2 separate regions of the Mus musculus genome follow, and region 1 is linked to region 2. A link is a contact called in public HiChIP or PLAC-seq data. All regions are on one chromosome and are shown on one strand. Each heading gives the region's core, a stretch centred on a gene start, on an enhancer-like site or on the middle of the called end of the contact. The rest is flanking DNA. Distances are from core to core; before and after follow the strand shown. Region 1 holds the start of Hp (haptoglobin). Region 2 overlaps Wwp2 (WW domain containing E3 ubiquitin protein ligase 2).

Region 1 (2,856 bases), core at 63-2,562, 2.1 Mb before region 2:
AATCACAAGCTGTTGTAAGCCATCCGATGCTGGGAACTGAACCCAGGTCCTCTGGAAGAGCAGCGAGCGATCTTATCCACTAAGCCATAGCTCCAGGCCTGTCTTCTCATTGTCTTGATGTTGTTTGTGAGTTTGGGGTTCTTTAACAAACTGGGCTTGGCTTTGAGCTCTGTCAGAGCAATGAACTTCCCACTGCTCTCCTGTGCAGCTTTGTCCTTTCTTGTCAGAACTGTGAAATCATTCCTGTTCTCTGTTGTCCAAGTGTCTGCATGGCCGGACAATATCCCATGGAGTGACCATGAAGCACACTAGTTACCAGTGTCCTGTTGATAGGGATCTGGGCTCTTCCCAGTTGATGTGGTACTACACCAATACCACTATGAACAGCCCAAGTGATTCTGTGATGAGATCTAATTTAAAAACAATTATTTTTTAAACGAGTGAAGCCATTTAGATTGAGTTGCTACATTTGAGTGAACAGCATGCCAGGACAGGTATATGGCTGAAGCATTGATTTCTTTTCTCAGCTGCCCATTTGGACTGTGAAGCTACAGAATGTCCTGCCATTGAGTTTGCCCTGTGTCTACATTAGCCACGTGGTGTGATTTTCCACTAAGAACAATCAGAGGAGACACAGCAGGCTCACTTTACTGATTTCAAGTCGGAACACTTTTAGCAACAGAAGATGTCCTCACGGGTGGGTGCGGGCAACTGCCAAATGGAACCAATTTCTGTTTACTGCTCTCTGAATGAGAGTGTAGGAATGTCTACACTGGATTTGAAAATGGTTCTGAGATAAACTTTTCTCAGCACTGAAAACTCCAGATAAAAGAGCCAGTACAAGAGTCCCATATCGGTCTACACTATAGCTTTAGACACTCTGAGATTAAAGAACAATGGATCAAGACCCAATAAATCCAGTCTGTTGGTTGCAAGTTCCAGAGCTGGCCACACTCAGAGATGGCCACACTAAGGCAGCATGGTTGAAAAAAGGAAAACACTTTCTTTACAATTCCAGCTAAGGCTGGGTCACAAGGGTGTCTAAAGGGGCTTTGAAATAATAATAAAAAAGGTCTAACCAACACCCTCTCCCAATTAAGTGTCAGATTAATGCCCCTGTTCCCCGTCCCACTCTCTAGGGGTTATCCACCATTGTGGTGGGTGGGAGGGGTCATGAAGTTGCTAGATTTCTTCATGATTTGTAAAAATAACACAACGCAGAGGGCCAAGTATGAAGCAAGAGCTCAGCTTTTGACAGGGGTTTGCTTTGTGGTTTGGTTACTGGAACAGCCAGTGACCTTAGAGACGTTGTGCAAACACAGAAATGGAGGAGGAGGGGAAGGAGGAGGAGGAGGAGAAGGAGGAGGAGGTGGTGGTGGTGGTGGTGGGATAAAACCCCTGAGGCATAAAGGGCTCGGCCGGAGTCAGCACAGCCCAGCCCTTCCAGAGAGAGGCAAGAGAGGTCCACGATGAGGTGAGTCCACAGCCCACGCTTCCCACTTTGAGTACACCGAGTATAAGTCTACGGGGAGAGGTGAGAAGCTGGGATGCAGGAACCAGGCTGATGAGCTAACCTTCTGTGGGAGTTAAGCCTGCAGCCTGCAGGCCACACACAGCTGAGGACAACTGTGAACGCAGTGCAACACAGAACTGCTGTATACTTACCTAAAGCATTAGGAGATTTTTTTTTTTTTTTTGGTCTTGTAACTTGACTATGCACTTTGAGTGTGAATCTTGTCATGCTAAAATTTTAGTGACACCATCAAGGTGACCACTTTTTTTTTTTTTAATCAAAATAGAAAGACTTTGAAGGTAGCGAAAAGACTAGAAGCACAGTGTTCAGAAGAACTTCCTGACTGGTCAGCATGTGCAGGCAACTGGGTAGCATTTAAGTGTGGTCTGTGTACCAATGATGGCCACAGTCATAGGTTAGGAAGACAGACAGTTTTCTGGCATTCTTGGGCTTGATATGCAATCCTTTAAAGGCAAATACCTATGAAGTAATAGGAACAACCACATATGATACGGTATGTATGTATGTATGTATGTATGTATGTATGTAGCATGTATGTATGCATGCATGTATGTAGCATGTATGTATGTAGCATGTATGTATGTATGTATGTAGCATGTATGTATGTGTGTATGATGTGTGTATGTATGTAGCATGTATGTATGTATGTATGTATGATGGTGCACACCCAGGGATTCCAAAAGCTGAGGCAGGGTGAGTCTGGGAGTTCAGGAGTTTGCGAAAAGCCTAGGCAAAGAATGGGACTGTGACTTAAGAACAACAACAGCGACTATGACAAATTAAACATCAAAACCACCTTTTTATTATGGGAAATTTCCAAAAGTGAGAATAGCAAAATAAACTATAGCCGTCATCTTTAAGTTAGTTACAGTGTCCTAACAATGTCTTCATAGCCCGGTACTTAATGGATGGGAGCAGAGGCCTCCCCTCGCAGGACCTCGGGGGTCACCACTGTGCCCTGGGCCTCCTCTCCACTCCACTCTTTTCCCACCTCCCACTTCTCAGCTTTTTTTTGAGATAGGCACAGCACAGGCTGTGGTCAAAGCCCCGATCCTCCTGCCTCTGTGCCAGAGTGTGGAGAGCTGGGATGGCACATATACTGCCACACTGGCGGTGCTTTCCTTCCTCTGTCACAGTGGTCCCTTTCTAAGCTTCTACAAAATTCCCTTCTTGTGCATCTGGAGTTTGCTGAAGCATGGGTGGGGTGGGTAGCAAGCAGTTCTTTGGTCTTAGCATCTTGTTCTCTTCCTTTAGTATCTGCTTAATGGAAAGTGTGTGTGTGTGTGTGTGTGTGTGTGTGTGTGTTTTGTGTACATGCATGC
Region 2 (3,137 bases), core at 351-2,850:
ACAGACAGACTTCAAGACCCAGCAAACTCTGAATCCACACTACGTAAAGCCAGTGTGGTCATCAGAAGCTGAAGAGAGGACACAACTCAGCCATAAAGGTAAGGGCTCAGTTCAGACTTCCTTCCTGTTCCATCTTATTTTTCCTCACACTAATTTCACAAATCAAAAAACTGTCAGCCATACCTCAAAGAATTTCAAAGCCCCCATTGGTGGGAAGAAATATTAGTACTAAGCACTTCGCAAAAACAGAAATTGTACACAGCAGTTGTGAGGGAAAGGCGACTGCAGCAACTGTCCAGGGTGGCTCAGTGTGTACGGTTGAGGGCAGAGAGCTTGAAAGAGATGAAGCTAGCTAGTGAAGGTTTATTCCAGCCAAGATTCCTCTTCCACAGACAACAGAAGACCTTCCTGGGAGGTCCCTCAGGGAGGAGAGGCAGCAAGGCCGCTATCAGACACACAGGCCATGACAAACCCATTCCTTGTCGTCTCCATAGAGCAGGGGGGGGGGGGGGGATATGGCTAACAGGGTGGGGCTCATGGCTCTCCTGGCTCCTCCCTTCCCCTCTTCCACGAAAGGGCATGTGGTCAGAGTCGACAGAGAATACTTTCAGAAATGTTTAACCACTAATGATAGCAGCTTACCCTGAATGACAGGCTGGAGCAGGGCCGGGATTAGCCCATAAATCAGGGGCAGCTGGGACCACTTTGCATGAATTGCTGCCTCCCAGCTGAGCCAACTGCCACTATCACCCCCGCCCCCAGACACCACACCAAACTAACTCTAACTCCTCTACCTCTAGCTCTCTCTCTCTCTACCTCCTCCCCCCTCCCTCCCTCCCTCCCTCCCTCTCTCTCTCTCTCTACCTCTCTCTCTCTCTCTCCACCTCTCTCCCCCTCCCTCTTCTTGCCCTTGCATTACCTTAAAAGAAGACCATCACAGAGAAGACAAAGCCTTACCAATTGAGGAAAGTCTCTTCAGCAGTTTCCTCTCCTGGGTTGCTCACTCAACCCTTAAAAGATGCAATTGTATTGTGATACAAACTGGCTCACTCACCGAAACCACAAACCACAGGCCAAAATAGCGCTAGGACAAAGACAAACTGGAGGCAACGGAGAGGAGATGAGCTGGCCTCTGCCACAGACATCCTGGCTTCAGCTCTGCCAATGACTTCAACCTTGGCTTTATCCTCCTCCACACTGTAGGGGCAAGAAGTCTCTATGAAGCCCCCCTCCCCTACACACACACCAGGCAATGAGGAGACAGCTTAACCACCATGCCAGTCAGGCCAAACTCCACAATGGTTTCAAGTTGCCCAGTTACGGAAACTTAGCTCTGTTTCTGTCAAATCCTTCTTCGAATGTTGGTAATACCCTTACCTCAGTTCCTCCATCAGGAACTGAAGCCACCAAGCAACGCCAATTAAGGCCAGAGCCTGGGATTCTCTCCGCACTCCTCAAAATGGTCCTGAAGCAGAGGAGGTCTCAGGCAACTGCTCTTGACTCTCATCTCAGTCCTGAAACTTCATCTGTATCCTGACAACCACAGCCTTAGATGTCTTGAGACATCTTGTCTCATCCTTCTTGTGAATCACTGAATTGTTACTCAACTGTCACCTCTGACTGCCAGTCCCTGACCCCAGGGAGCCGACAGCACAGTGAAATACACTGCCCTTCCGGCTTGCTCCAACACACGTGCGTCGCAGGATATTTGATCACTCTCTGTACCCCGAAATTGTGTTATTTACAGAAAAAGAACTGTTTCTAGTTGTGGTGTGGCTCAGCCCCTTAGCACACACCTTTAAACCCTCTGGCTGGAATACAGGCACACCCTTAGTACACACCTTTAAATCCCAAAACAATGAAGGTAGTCTGTAGAAGGAATCCCCCATGTTTGAAAGGGATGGCAGAGAAAGGGACAAATCAGAGAAAGATTTAACAGAACAGGATCTGCCTAACCCACGAGAAGAGCGAGAGACCCAGGAGAGGACAGTGCAGAGGGAGGGGCAGCCTTATCAGGACAGGGGTATAAAGACGGGTTGCAGAGAGAAAGAGAGCAAGCTAGACAAAGATGAAGACAGAACGAGCTAGAGAACAAGGAGACAGAAGATTAGAACACATTGCCAAAGTTAGTATAAGGCCAAGCAGCAATTCAGTCAGAAACTGAGAGAAGCCAGATTGAATCAGTCAGTGTGGAGAGGAGTTTGAGCCAGCCAGCTTTCAGCAAGAGCTAGAAAGGGTGAGCTTATTCAGCAGTAAGTCTCAGAAGCTGAAAACATTCTATGCTAATAAGATTGTACGGAGGCTGGAAGGTTCCAGGACGAGGCCTGCATTAGCAGACGGAGGCAGTAAGGCTTGGAGATGGCAATCACATCAAGTGAATAAAAGACACTTTTATACACTCATGTGTCCATAATGCTGCTGTGACAAACTGCTCTTTCAAAGACACCATCAAGAATGAGGGGTCCTAGGCCGTGATTGACTACTTTGATGTCCAGGATTGAGAAGATAGATAGATTTAGATAAAAGAATGATTCTGTGTTGTGGAGGAGACTCATTTGCCAGCAGATAAATCATGCTCGTTCCTCCTGCCTGGCAGAACCCCAGCACACGTGCTGTCTTGTCCTGATACAGCCAAAGCATGAGTGTGTCAGAACCCCCTGTCTGGGCCTGTCCACAGACCTCTGGCTGTGTGGCCACTGGATTTTTAATCATGTGTTTGAAGAGGCTCCTCACATATCACTGTGATTACTAAGAGATTAGGGGAGTATCAGCTTTTATTTGGATAAATCAGAATTTTTATCCCCCCACCCCAAAAAAAAATGAGGGGTCCTGAGCACTAGATGCTCCTAGGTGCCTTGGTTTCTCAGTGACTAAGAGCACTAGATGCTCTTCCAGAGATCCAGGTTCACTTCCCAGCACCTGATTCAGGCTGCTCACTCATGTATCTAACTCCAGCTCCGAGGAGCCCTGAGCTGAGGCCTCTGTCAATGACCAGAGTCAGCACTCACTACTGTGCACACACGCACGTGTAAATACGCACACCTACACATAATTAAAAATAAGTCTTAAGACATTAAATTAAAAACCAATGAAAAGACAGTCCATGGACTGCAAGTACAGAACATCAAAAGGATTTT

The links. HiChIP or PLAC-seq counts read pairs in DNA pulled down with a chosen protein or histone mark.
Region 1: an H3K27ac HiChIP or PLAC-seq map of acute myeloid leukemia shows a contact between it and region 2, with 13 times the contacts expected there. The contact joins the promoter of Hp here to the enhancer-like site in region 2. A contact is called at or near these places in 4 of 39 promoter capture datasets (cranial neural crest, embryonic stem cells, hippocampal neurons and 1 more) and 1 of 115 datasets of contacts at active chromatin or transcription factors (acute myeloid leukemia).

What each region holds. Positions count from the first base shown.
Region 1 is chr8:109,577,628-109,580,483 of GRCm38.p6, reverse strand. It overlaps Hp (haptoglobin), which reads left to right and starts at 1,312. Exons shown (of 5, transcript NM_017370.2): 1 at 1,312-1,474. The coding sequence starts at 1,470.
Region 2 is chr8:107,501,039-107,504,175 of GRCm38.p6, reverse strand. All of the region lies in intron 6 of Wwp2 (WW domain containing E3 ubiquitin protein ligase 2), which reads right to left. Among named protein-coding and RNA genes, the nearest start is that of Gm51547, 3.2 kb to the left of the region's middle. Within about 2 kb of position 1,600, at least 61 of the 459 cell types and tissues checked have an H3K27ac peak or open chromatin away from gene starts, as enhancers often do. A contact at or near this core is called in acute myeloid leukemia, where this site is marked.